Linked DNA regions of Podarcis muralis: region 2 is linked to region 1. A link is a contact called in public Hi-C data. All regions are on one chromosome and are shown on one strand. The core of a region is the stretch at or near the end of the contact, and the rest is flanking DNA. Distances in the headings are between cores, read along the strand shown.

What was found. A called contact is a pair of places that touch in the nucleus more often than the background predicts.
Region 2: a contact with region 1 is called in a Hi-C map of blood, with 2.7 times the contacts expected there. The contact joins the promoter of FITM2 here to the promoter of TTPAL in region 1. A contact is called at or near these places in 2 of 3 Hi-C or Micro-C datasets (blood and tail).

The regions. Positions count from the first base shown.
Region 1 is chr5:79,753,032-79,755,731 of rPodMur119.hap1.1, forward strand. TTPAL (alpha tocopherol transfer protein like) reads right to left here and starts at 1,386. Exons shown (of 5, transcript XM_028735068.2): 1 at 1,288-1,386.
Region 2 is chr5:79,891,136-79,893,835 of rPodMur119.hap1.1, forward strand. FITM2 (fat storage inducing transmembrane protein 2) reads left to right here and starts at 1,337. Exons shown (of 2, transcript XM_028735077.2): 1 at 1,337-1,618. The coding sequence starts at 1,446.

The sequences.
Region 1 (2,700 bases), core at 136-2,635:
CTCCCAATTTCGTACACATCTGACTAGATCCAGACTAGGGCCGGATTTAGGTTTGATGAGGCTCTAAGCTACTGAAGGTAATGGGGCTCTTTATATGTCCAGCTGTCCTTTGTCAACAACAAATTGTCACTTTTTTGTGTTGAATATATGCTATATGGTAATTTATGGACCTAATAGGTTGCTGTATGTAGGTTTTATTTTATTTGTTTTTTATCTTCTATTTTGGAAATGTACATCCAGGTTTTTCCCCATTTATTTTTTTGGGTCCCCCCCAAGAGAGTGGGGCCCTAAGCTATAGCTTGTTTAGCTTGTAAATCTGGCACTAGATGTACGGCATGCCCACCGCCACCTTCTCTGAAAGCACATCTCTCCTCGCAATTTCGTACAAAGCAGGCTGGATCCAGGCCATGCCAGCCACACTTCTGACCCCACTGAACGCAAAATAAAGCGAAGAGCGACTCCCAAGCCCCATATGCATAGCTGTCAACGTTTCCCTTTTTTAAAGGGAAAATCCCTTATTCCATTTCCCCCCTCCAAATACTTTTTATTGCTTTTTTGTATCAACAACAAATAAAATAAATACTCTTACATTCAAAAATTTGTATGTCTTCTTATTTACCCTGCGCCTTATTGCGCCCGGACTTCCTTCCATCCCTTCAACGGTTTTCATGTCTCAAATCTTTTCTTACAGTTTCTTATTTACACTCCATCCACACCACAAGATTTACATTAACCCTGCTACAGTTTTTAAATTCTTACAATTACTCCGTATACATTCAACAAATTTACTCCAATCCTTTTTGAACTTTGGTTCCGAATCTTATAAAGTCAATCTCGCCAATTCTATGTATTCAAACATTTTTGTCTGCCACTCCATTAAAGTTGGGATTTCTTGGAAAATCCCTTATTCCGAATAGGATTCCTCGCAAGAAAAGGGAAAAGTTGGCAGCTATGCCCATATGTTTCAATGGAACCCAGGTAATTGGCTGGATCCGGGCTAGTTACTGGTCTTGAATCGCCTGCCAGTTTCGCTGGGCAGCCTTTCCCCCGCTCCCACCCGAGGGAAGAAAAACTCTCCCTCCTCACGAGTAACCTTAGGAAGCCTCCAGTTCCCTGGGAAACCGCGCGCGGCTTTTGCCGAAGCGACGTCCAGGAGGCAGCCCAAGTCCTCGGCTGGAGCCCGGCCACCGCCCGCCAGGCCTCCCCGGGCTCCCACCTCAGGAGGGGCAGCAGCAGACGCCAACACCTCCCTCCCGCCCTCCGGTCTCCCCGTCCCCGTCCCCTCACCGCAGCTCCAGCTCCACTTGAAACTGAAGGGACACTTTCCAGGAAGAAAACCCGCTCGCGACCCGGAAGCACTCGCGTGACATCACAAACCTCGGCCCGCCCTGAGTTAACCTAAGAACGCGCGGGTGGGCGGAGGGTAAACTAGACTGGGCATGCGCGGAATTCCTGGATGGCGGTGCAGTTGCGGAGTAAAGGGTCGCAGTCTGTTGGTTCGGAGCCGTAATTCCGGTTCCCGGTGTATGTCAGGGCTTAGAATCCACCTTGCGCAGGGTCAAGGGAGGGTAGAGGAAAGGACGGGAATCCAAGCTCTAATAAGGTAGAGTTAAAGAAGAGGTAGGGTTTTGTCTTTTTTTAAAAAAAAGATCGCAAGTGCTTTGAAATGACCCTGCTTTCTATCTATTTTATTTTATTATTAAAAAAAAAAAAAGCAGAAAAGAAACTGGCCAAAGGGCAATTCAGGAAAGACTCCTCCAGGGCACTTTTAGTGTGTTTGCTCGTCTTTGTACTTTGCACCTTTAAAAAGTTAATTTAAGGGCAGGATTAGATCTGTTGTCCGGATTCTGCGGCAGGGCTTTGAAATGCCCTCACCTGCTCTGCCCCAAACACTAAGGCTTTTAATGTAATCATGCAATATGCTTGGACCCAATAAGGTGTTATGCAAAAGGAAGCTTCTCTTCTTACATTAAGGCTCAGTGCTTGTTTTCATTACCCCTTAACGCATTCCTCTCCAACCCAGTTGTTTTAGACCACAACTCCAGAACATCTGGCCCATCAGATTGTGGTGTGAAACATCTGGAGTCAGTGGCAGACCTACAATTTTGGGTCCCTGAAGCATGGGTGTAGCCAGGATTTACGGTATGTTGGGGTGGGGGCAGAACCTCAATTAGTTAAGTATTTTTTAAATTTATTTATTTGACCCCCCTGGCAACGCCCATGCCCTGAAGCTTGAACTGTTGCAACAAGGTCTGAGCAGCCACTGTTATCTTCAATGGGGCTGTCCCATGTCATGTCACCACAATTTATTTATTTCTTAAATTAACTACATTTCAGATTGTATTGGATTATCTCATACTACATGAAGCACATTTTACAAAATACTCTTTATCTGGTTTTTCCTAGCAACATATTCAAGTACAGTTTCACCATTTGAGAGCGTTCCTGCGATGTCATTTTCTAGAGACAATATACATAAAGGATTTAAGCGCTCTTTAGCAGAACAGCCAACTGACCGTGACATTCCACCTTTGCAACATCTGTGCTACCGACTCTCAAACATCGGGGTTGTTGAATTATATTCAATCAAAAAATAATCAGTTTGATTTTGTTAAGTGATGTGGACAGTGGATTAGGGGCCCTGGAGCTTAAGCTTCCTTAGATAGGGCTGCTGTGCATCTGGAATTTCCCGGACATAGA
Region 2 (2,700 bases), core at 87-2,586, 140 kb after region 1:
TCTAGCTTGGTACAGTGGTACCTCAGGTTACATACACTTCAGGTTACAGGCTCCACTAACCCAGAAATATTACCTCGAGTTAAGAACTTTGCTTCAGGATGAGAACAGAAATCGTGCTCTGGCGGCACGGCAGCAGCAGGAGGCCCCATTAGCTAAAGTGGTGCTTCAGGTTAAGAACAGTTTCAGGTTAAGAACTGATCTCCGGAACGAATTAAGTACGTAACCTGAGGTACCACTGCATTTATAATTTTGTGAAATGCATTGAAGTGTGGATGCACCACTGATATTGGCAGGGACATACCTAAACAACTACCTGACATTCAGAAGACATCTGAAGGCAGCCCTGTTCAGGGAAGTTTTTAATATGTGACATTTTAGTGTATTTTTTATCTTTGTTGGAAGCCGCCCAGAGTGGCTGGGGAAACCCAGCCAGATGGGCGGGGTACAAATAATAATAAATAATAATAATAATAATAATAATAATTATTATTATTATTATTATTATTATTATTATTATTATTATTATTATCTAACTCCTAATACATTTTCCTCACGTTGCATCTGCTTCTGCATAGCCATAGCGCATTGAACAAACATTTTGAGGAAAAATCCGTAAGGACTTCATGCTCCATGGTTAATGTCCAGTTGAGTGGCCAGATGCCAAAGACGGGAAGAGGAAAATTCAACAGGTGTAGCTTGTCACACAGTTAATTGTGCATTGAACATCTCCATCAATGTGGAGATTAGGTTGATGCAAAGGAGAACAGCTGTCAAGAGTAGCGTGGAAAAGGGGATTTCAGAAAGTGAAGCTTTTGGGACTTTGCAACTTGGCTAACAACACCTGGGAGCAGGCCGAATAAACCTTCACCTAACAAAAGCCCCTCCTTCTACACAATGATTGCCGCCAATCATTTCGACACATGATTTCGCTCACTCAGGGCCGGCCCTAACATTAAGCAAGAGTGGGCAACTGGGGTGAGGCAACTGCGCAAAGCAAACACTTTTGTGCACACAGGCAATTGTGCATGTTAAGAGTGCAACCTCTCCTACTCTTCCTTTTTAAAATTCATTTATTTATTAGAGAAGCCTGCTCCTCCTTTACATGCTTACTCAACAATAACCTCCACCTAAATCTTAACTGAAGTGAACACCTAAGCGTGACGAAATCAGGCCAAGGTTATTCAGCGCCCTGCGCAGGCGCAGACGGGAGGCGCCTAAAGTGACGGTTAGGAGGACTTCGCCGCGCGCGCGAGGCCGCTGCACGCGCCGCCCGAGAAGGCGCCTGCGCAGTTGGGGGAGAGAAAAGGACAGGCCCACTTGCGGCGGGGCGGGGCCCGAGCGACGCGAGGCTGTGACGCAGCACGTCGGCCGGGCGTCCTCTTGGCCGGCGGTCACCGGCTGGCCGCCCTCTGCAGCGGCGTCGAGTCCTCCTCGGAGCCTTGGCGATGGAGTACATGGACCGTTCGGCGCGCTTCTTGCGCCCTTACCTGGTGCGCGACGCGGCGCGGAGGACGATGCCTTTGGGGCTGCTGGGCCTCATGCTGGGCGGCTGCGTCATCAAGGAGTGGGCGCCGCTGCCGGAGACCTACATGAGCAACAAGCGCAACCTGCTTAACATGTGAGGGGATGTGAGGAGAAGGAGGAGGGGCCTGGCGTTGATTGACAGGGAGGGGAGGGGGCTGAGAGGATGGGGCAGCTTGACATGGGGGGCACTTTAACCTTGGGGGGGGGAATCTGAAGGGAGGGCAGGGTAGGGGGCGTATCTTACCAGGAGCTGTTGCATGAGGAGGTTGTTGCCCTTCTGCAAATAAGGGTGAGACCCTGTCAGAAAAAGCGGCTTTTGTTTACTGGGGTTTGATTTTATTAGGGCGAGAAGCCATGTAGCCAGCAGTGAAGCAAAAAGCAATAAATGCAGTAACCGCTTGCCTAATCCCAGATGTGGAGAAAGCGTGCTGTCTTGATTAAGCGGATTATCTTTCTAGGTGTGGCAGGAGCCAGTAATTTTCGTGATGGTAGTGGATTCTCTCCTGGCCACGTGCATTTAGGAAGTTGAGTCCATCTAGCGCATCCATGACTTTGGCCCTCCAGATGTTGTAGCCCAGCAACATCCAGGGTTTCCTTTTCAGTAGCTCTCCAGGTTTTGGACAAGGGTCTTTTCCAGCCCCACCTGGAGATGGTGCAGATTGAACTTGGGAACTTCTGCATGCATGTGCTCTGCCACTAAACTCCAGCCCAAATTTAGAAGCATTAGCTGGGATGCTGGACCCTCTTGCAGATGTCCCTCTTGCTGCAGGTCATTCTTGATCTGTTTCTCAGCTTGCTCCTCCTAGATACCTTTAGCTTCCTTTGAACTAATTTAATTTCTGAGAAATAGTTCATTTTGAATTTTCAGATTTCAATAAATAAATTTTATTGGGGTTTATTATGCTAGCCAAAGGCCATGGTAACATCCAAAGGAAGGAAAGGAAAGGAAAACAACAACAGTCGCAACATACAGTGGTGCCTCGCAAGACGAAATTCATTCGTTCCGCAAGTTTTTTCTTCTTGCGAGTTTTTCGTCTTGCGAAGCACGGTTTCCCATAGGAATGCATTGAAAATCAATTAATGCGTTCCTAGGGAAACCGCTTGCCAGGCTGGCGGTGCGGAGAAGGGCTTTTCTCCCCACCGCAAGCCTTCAGGACAGGTACGGGAACAGAGGGG